2 separate regions of the Pan troglodytes genome follow, and region 2 is linked to region 1. The links are chromatin contacts, called in public Hi-C maps. All regions are on one chromosome and are shown on one strand. Each heading gives the region's core, a stretch centred on a gene start, on an enhancer-like site or on the middle of the called end of the contact. The rest is flanking DNA. Distances are from core to core; before and after follow the strand shown. Region 1 holds the start of SEMA3D (semaphorin 3D). Region 2 overlaps LOC134810549 (a long non-coding RNA gene).

Region 1 (4,076 bases), core at 697-3,196:
AGAAGGGAAGGCATCACTGGAGTGATGACATGTGGCTCTCTCCCTTCTCTGCCCTTCACATTTTTCTTTCCACGTGCAGAACTGGGAAGGCTCTGACCACCCCTGCCCCCGCGGTTGCCATGGTTACACAATAGCAGCAGCACCAGACCCAGGAGATGTCTCAGACCTCTCCTCTACCTCCGCCTCAACCCTTCCCTCTCTGTTAGGAAATCCTCCCCCTCGTCTCTGCGCGCCCCCACCCCGCCATCCCCCGCTAGCGCACACATGCAGGAGAACCCTTTTTAGGCTAAACCGGAAAGTTTATGTCTTCTCCCCTCTTCTTTTGCTTGTGCAAATAGCACTAAGCTAAACGGAAAGTGGTGGGGTTTTGGTGATGAAATAAGAGTCCACGCACAGAAGCTTGCCTTTTATTACCGCTTCGCTCAAGGCGAAATCGCTGAAAGTTCGGCTATTTAACTCCTGTCCCCGTAACTCGGAATCCCGGACACCAGCGGCCCCAGCTGCTGGCGCGCGGCTCTCTTCCAGTCCCCTGGATCCCAAAGCGCCCTGCCACAGCGCGGCGTCTCCTCCTCCTGTCAACTTCCCTCCTTGCACTGTGACGGAGGCAAAGCAACTCAGCCCAGGAGGTTGAACTCGAGTCATTAGAGAAGGAGAAACAGTGCCGAAAACGGCCCGTGCGCTACCAGGGTAGCCCATTAACGCATTAACTCCGGGCTTGTTGGGCAGAAGCCGGGAGGAAACACCCTGGGGACCGCACTCCTGGTTAAATGCCCAGCACGAGTCAAATCCGGCCTTTCCAAAGCGAGCCAAGCCCACTACTACAAAGAGATCCCCCGAGTGTTTTGCCTTAACCACATTTCAGACAGCCAGCTTTGTGGCTGCTGTTTGACTCCAACTTTCCCTCTAAATCTAAAAGGATGCACACTTCCATCAGACGGAACGTCGCGATTCCCCGGCGAGGAAAAAGGCGTCGCCCATTCCTCTTCCAAAACGCTACAACAAAAACCACCACGCTTCCCTTCCTTCTTCCTTGCCCCTTTCCCTTCTCCCAGACCAACAAGGAAAGGAGCGAGCGAGGGCGCAGATGCCCTTTGGTCAAGTCCTCCCCGGATGTTCCCGACCAAAGCGTCTCCAAATGAACCTGCAGCCTGCGGAAGCCGGGGACACATTCATAGACGCTCTCTGCTGCCCAGACCAGGAGGGGTGATGGGGGAACGAGGAAGCCAGGGAGAGAGCAAAGTTCCTGGACGCGTCTCAGGAGGAAAACTTTGTGCAGTGCTGCCAGGCGGAGGCTCGTCAGAAGGCTCCGCAGCTGCTGAGGCGGGGTGGGACTGCGCCCCAGGGGCCGCGCTGAAGCTGGCGCCGCGATTACTGCGCACCGATTTCGCCCACTCTCTGTCCGCTCCCGGGAGCCTTCTCTGTCTCAGGACGGTTCCTTATCTCCCAGACCATGCTCGTCCTCCACTTCGGACCCACAGCCACCCCCAAATCCCGGCTATCCCCGCTTAGCACCGCGGTCTCCAGCACACCCTCCCACTGGAGTAGCAGGTGACCCAAACCAGACTTACCTGCTGTGAACTCTTCTCTCCCTCTCTCTTTTCCTGGTGCCTTTTCAGGGAGAGGGGAACGGGATGCAGGCTGAGGTCCAGCGGCGCGGCAACCCGGGGCACCGGCGCGCGTTCCTCTGAGCCGCAGCCCTGGCTGAGCAAGCGGAGCCGCCGGCAGCCCTGGCAGAGCCGGGAAGCTGCGGCCGCAGGGGCCAGGCCGGGAGGCAGGGGGCGCTGCTGCCTCCCCCGAGCGCCGCGCTAGGACAGGCGGAGAGCAAGGCACCAGCTGGAGCTTTGGGGAGGAGAGGGTGGCGAGGAAAGGCACGCTCCAAACAGGAGGGCGGCTTTTAAGTTTGTGGTGTGACCGCAGCAGCTGTCCTGGGAGAGACTCAGTCTTTCTAAAAAGAGGATGCTGAAAACGCCGGGGATTACCTTTCCCCTTCCGATCTCCTCCCCCAGCCCTCGCCCCCTCCTTCCACTGCGCACGCCAGAACTCCCAAGCGTGCAGAAGTTCATCCCTGCTGCGCCGAGGCTGCCAGCAGCATGGATTTAGAGGTAGCCCTGGCCAAGCGCTGACGGATGTTTATCAGGACAGGGCACCCTATGTGTAAAGCAACCTCTAACGTCTGATCTTCCTTCTGGGTGACTTGGGGACTTCTTTAGTTCCTTCCCTATACCATAAAACCTGTTAAGGGACCCCATGAGGAAGAAACAGGGAGAGTGACCACAAACACCGTCCTAAAAATGCTAATCCCACAAAACAGTACCTGCGTTCCACTATGTAAAACCTCAATCCACGGTTAATGGCCTTGACAAGGCAGGCATAGGGATGAGGAACAGGGATCAACCCTCCGTTAAGGGGCTGGCACCCGATAAAGACCAAACAGGGAGAGATAAAAACGAGTAGAATGTAATCCTTTCTTCCTCTTTCCCTTACGCCAGACCTACAAAGAGGTGTGCCTCATATTCTTGTCTTCGGGAGTTTTTTAGATTTTTGCACCCCTTATTCACACAGTAGGAACTTAGAAGTATATAATGACGAGAAGATCTAAGTTTTGATGAACCTGGAACCTATGCAATTGGAATAGAGGATCCTCTTTAAGCAAAAGTAATGCAGAAATATCTCACTTCTACAGATTCTGCAAAAATATATGACAATGAGAGTTCATGAGGCCACCGTCAGGGACATTAAAAAGGCCTGTGCATTTGGTGAGCCCTGTAAGTTAGGCATTTTTAGCTGCATGGTAAATCCTTTGTGATGGGAAATCCAGGTTTATAGTCACACACCTTGCCCTTAGTCCCAAACATAAATCTGACATGAGGTAGAGACATGGAAAGAAAGCAGCCACGGGATCCTGCATTTGTCAGCTTGATTTAAGAGCACAAGGTGTAGGGTCCCAAAGCTTCCTTAGCAAGTAACAAGAGATATCTTGATTTGGAGATGGTGAACAGACAAATGCAGTAATGGAATAACTGAAAGGGGTGGAAGACATTCTTCATTTGACCTTTTATCTGTGGCAGAGGGCTGAGGGCCACAGAAGCTAAAGGAGTCATTTTAAGTTATAGATGGTTGATGGCAGAGTCAGGCTAAGGAAAGGCTCAGGTTTCCCAAATCTGATCAAGGCTCTTTCTTGTGTCTCATGCTGCCCCATCTCTATAACCTTGGTTTGGACTCACAACCAATCAACCCCACAAAAACCCTCTTTGGATAGAGAAAAAAATTTTAAATCCTCGTAGACTATTTCAAACTATAGCAACTTTTATTTTTTTCTGAATGCTTTATATTTAATGTTATACCACTCATTCTGTACATAGTCATGCAATTGTTTATTGTATGTTTCTATGTGTTTATATTATTTTCATTTGTATATGTCATTGCACTTCCATGCAAATTGCAATGTCATTGTGCAAATAAAATATCTCTTTTTTTCTCCCGTATATGGTGGGTTTATAGTAGTTTTTGATTTTTAGAAAATCTCTATTTTTAAACTTTTAAATAATTTTGTCAGTTTATTGGCCAGAATTTTGTGTTTAACTAGAATTGTGGTTAGCTTTGGATTTCCCATTTTCCTCCTTTCTAAGTTGTAGCTTAATACGCTTAAACCAAATGACACCTTCCTTTGCTACCATTCAATACTTTCCATAAAGCCCTTACAGAATTAATCACTCCCTCCTGTTTTCCCAAAGCACTTTGATTTCACTACTATAATAAGTTCTTTTCATTTTATATTATAATTAGTTATGCATGTGTCTGCATCCCATACAAAAGTGTTGGCTGTTTTGTGTCTTTGTTTCTTCAGCCTCTAATACAATGCCTATGACATTGTATTGTACTGATTTAGTTTGAGATGCTCAGACTTCAAATTTAGACAGAATTTACCAGAGTATCCTGAAGTACCATGAGAAAACAACATCTGGAACGTGAATTCTGTGCTTTCCTTCCTTTTAATGACTCTGAGCACAAAGCAGATGGAATCAACTGTTAATATGTTGCCCAATGTGATGAATGGCCTCAGCTGTGTCCATGGC
Region 2 (3,983 bases), core at 1,163-3,662, 560 kb after region 1:
ATATAAAAGATTATTTGAGGTTACTATGAACACCTTTATGCACACAAAATATAAAGTCTAAAGTAAATGAATAAATTGCTAGAAACATACAACCTGCTAAGCATAAATCAGGAATAAATAGAAATCCTTAAGCGACCAATAACTAGCAGTGAGATTGAATCAGTAATAATAAAAATATATCTTCCAACAACAACAAAAGTCCATGACCAGATAGATTTACAGCTGAATTACACCAGACATCCAAAGAAGAACTTGTACCAACCTTATTAAAACTAGTCCAAAAAATTAAGAGGAAGGGAATCCTCCCTAACTCATTCTACAAAAACAGTATCATCATAATATTAAAGCCAGGAAAGGACATAACAAGAAAAAAAAAAGAGAAAACTACAGATTAATATTCCCAATTAACACAGATGTAAAAATCCTCAACAAAATATTAGCAAACTGAATCCAAAAGCACATCAAAAAGATAATTCACCATGATTAAGTAGTTTTCATCTCAGGGATGCAGGGGTGGTTCAATATATGCTAGGCAGTAAATGTGATTCACCACATAAATGGAATGAAAACAAAAACCAAATGATCATCTCAATAGATGCAGAAAAACATTTGATAAAATCTACCATCTCTTTGTAATAAAAACCCTAAACAAACTAGGCATAAAGGAACATATCCCAAAATAATAAAAGCCATATAAACCCACAGCCAATATCATGCTGAATGAGGAAAAGTAGAAAACATTCCGCTCTCAGAACTGGAACAAGACAAAGATGTCCACTTTCAACACTTCCATTCAAGGTAGTAAAAGACTTCTAGATTTGATAAACGAATTCAGTAAAGTCTCAGATTACAAAATTAATGTACACAAATCAGTAGTACTGCTACACACCAATGACCAAGCTGAGAATCAAATCAAGAACTCAATCCCATTTACGGTTCAACAGTTACAAAATCAATAAAATACCTAGGAATATACTTAAACAAGGAAGTGAAAGATCTCAACAAAAAGAACTATAAAACACTAATAAAACAAATCATAGAAAGAGGTGAGGGGTCAAGATGGCAGACTTAAAGCAGATTACCTGTGCTGCTGTCATGGAGAGAAATCAAAAGGGCTATTGAACACTGACTCTATAAGCTGATAATCAAACCACATCGGAAACTATCACAGCAGCGAGTGAACACAGAGAGCAAAGAGGAGCAAAGCTGGGCAGCAGCCAATCTGGAATCAATGTGGATCCAGGAGAAGCTCCACAAGGTAGGAAAGCATGAGGGAGTGACTGAGGGCCTCAGAGGGATTCATGCTCTACACAGGGACAGTGCTTCTAAACTGAGGCAGAGAGTCACCCAGAGACTTTGCAGAGATAGCTCCAAATTCTCGACCTCTACAATCCCTGGACCTGGAAATAGACCTTCGCCAGCACCATAGCCCCAGTAGAGGCTGCAGTCAGGGTGCCTGGGAGCAGGAAGATTCCTCTAACTGCCCTGCCCTTGCCAGACAAAGATCTGTCGAGCTTCTGGCCAAGCCATCCCACTTCTATCCAAACTCGGCTACACCCACTGCCTCTTGTTGCCCAGAATGCCCTGATGGCAGAGCAGGCAACCCCACCTACCCCCACCATTGTTAGGTGGGCAATGCCTGATGGAGCTTCTAGCTCAAAAGGACAGCAAGGCACAGCCTCCTGCTGTCCCAAGAAACACCCAAAGGGAAGGGTGGATGACCCCACTCACCTCCACCACTGCTGGAGCTTCCACTCCAGTGGTTCAGCTCCTGCCTGAACTCAGTCAGGGGGTGCAGCCTCCTGTTGTCTAGGAAGCACTTGGACAACAGGGAGGGTGACTCCGCCCGCTCCCACTGCTGGTAACCAGGCGGCCAATGCCTACTAGAGCTTCCAGCATCAGCCATCTCACTTCTGCCTGAACTCAATCAACACATGCAACCTCCTGTTGTCCTGAGAAGCCCCAGACGGCAGGGAGGGGGGGCCCACTCACGTCGCTGGTAGTCAGGCTGTGAACGCTTGCCAGAGTTTCCAGCCCAGTGGTTTTGCCTCTGTCTGAACTCAACCGGTGGGCAAAGCCTCCTGTTGTCCCTGGAAACACCTGGATGGCGTGGGCGAGGGCAGGGAGTGGTGGTGGTTTTACTCAAACCACCCCCATCTCTGTATTCAGGCCGGCCACACCTGCTAAAGGTTTTAGCTCAGTGGTTCCACTTCTGCCTGAACTCTGCAGGAAGGCACAACACCTTTTCCCCCCAGGAAGCATCTACATAGCAGAACAGGTGAATCCACCCACCCAGGCAGCTCCTAACTGAGCAGGATTTGAGGGCGTGGGCAGTGCTAAAGCAGGTGGGAGCCCTCATTCTCAGATCACTGTGAAATGTGACACCTGGGTTCCTAGGGTGGTTGGTGGAGGAACGAGGTGTGCCTCCCTCTACAGGGCCCACCTGACAAGGATACAACCTGCCTGCCAAATGTGGCCCCTGCCTGAGGGAGCCTTGTGGACCAGAATGCCCAACAAAAAAAAATGCAAGCACGGTGCCTATAATCGGAGGGGGCACCTACAAGGCCCAGGAGTAGACCAGGTGAGGGGGTCACCTCTCTCCCTCCTCACAACATACCACTACTGCTAACCGCACCAAAACACAAGAGTCATACAGTGTACTAAGAACCTCTCTGCTAACAGTCTTAAGCGCCACCTGCTGGATTGCAGCCCAAAATACAACGCCAAAATATTTTGCTCCCTTATAGTGCCTATTAAAACTAAGGCAAAGGTTCCTGACAGACCCCTACCCTAACCAACGCACATGCACCTCACACCGCTGCTGCAGTTGCTGACACGGCGCGAGTGACCACGGATCCCACTGCCACGTCCCTACAAAGCGCTCTGGCGGGCAACTTCCAATAGAATATTGAGGCCAGCACACTGGAAACACCTTGGCCCCTTCAGCCTAGCAGATTCCTAACCCCAAAGAACCAAAGAACAAAGCCAGGCACCTGTTATCAACCCCGTAAGTTAGAATATGCAGCCTAGGAGTGCTGAGGTGAGCTTTGACCACCTGAAATCTTACAGAAACAAAACCAATAGACAGAACAAGCCAGTCAATTAAACCCACAATCAAACTTCCAAGCACATCAAAAAAGGTAAAGACAGAAACTCCTGTGCAATGGACCTCAACTTCAAAGATTAAAGGAACAACATCCCCACAAATAAGAAAGAACCAGCACAAGAACTCTGGCAATTCAAAAATCCAGAGTGTCTTCTTACTTCCCAAACACTGCACTAGTTCCCTAGCAATGGCACCAGACTGAAATGGCTAAAATGACAGATGTAGAATTCATCATATAGATAGGAAGAAAGATCATTGAGATTTGGGAGAAAGTCAAAGCCCAGTCCAATGATTCTAAGGAATACAACAAAACAATACAGGCGATGCAAGATGAAATGGCTATTTTAAAGAAAGCCAAATTGATCTAATAGAGCTGAGAATATCACTTCAGAAATTTTATATATAATCTCAAGTATTAACAGCAGAATCAACCAAGTTGAGAAAAGAATCTCAGAACTCTAAGACTGGTTCTCTTAAATAACTCAGTCAGATAAAAATAAAATTTAAAAAATGAACAAAACCTCTAAGAAATATGGGATTATGTAAAGAGTCCAAATCTGCAATTCATTGTTGTCCCTGAAAGGAAACAGATAAAGCAAGAAACTTGGAAAACATATTTGAGGACATAGTCTATGAAAATTTCCCAACCTCACCAGAGAACATTCAAATTCAGCAAATACTCACTCAGGTACAACAGTAGAAACCTCCTGTGAGATACTATATAAGACGGCCATCCCCTAGACACATACTCATCGGATTTTCCCAGGTTGAAATGAAAGAAAATGTTAAAGGCAGCTAGAGGGAAGGGGCAGATTACCTATAAAGAGAATCCCATTAGGCTAACAGTGGACATTTCAGCTGAAACCATACAAGCCAG

The links. A called contact is a pair of places that touch in the nucleus more often than the background predicts.
Region 2: a contact with region 1 is called in a Hi-C map of induced pluripotent stem cells, with 1.5 times the contacts expected there. The contact joins the enhancer-like site here to the promoter of SEMA3D in region 1. A contact is called at or near these places in 1 of 7 Hi-C or Micro-C datasets (induced pluripotent stem cells) and 1 of 1 datasets of contacts at active chromatin or transcription factors (stem cell-derived excitatory neurons).

What each region holds. Positions count from the first base shown.
Region 1 is chr6:94,537,679-94,541,754 of NHGRI_mPanTro3-v2.0_pri, forward strand. It overlaps SEMA3D (semaphorin 3D), which reads right to left and starts at 1,947. Exons shown (of 18, transcript XM_016957662.4): 1 at 1,569-1,947.
Region 2 is chr6:95,096,404-95,100,386 of NHGRI_mPanTro3-v2.0_pri, forward strand. The region is part of intron 5 of LOC134810549 (a long non-coding RNA gene); the gene reads right to left. Among named protein-coding and RNA genes, the nearest start is that of SEMA3D, 560 kb to the left of the region's middle. Within about 2 kb of position 2,413, at least 2 of the 24 cell types and tissues checked have an H3K27ac peak or open chromatin away from gene starts, as enhancers often do. A contact at or near this core is called in induced pluripotent stem cells, where this site is marked.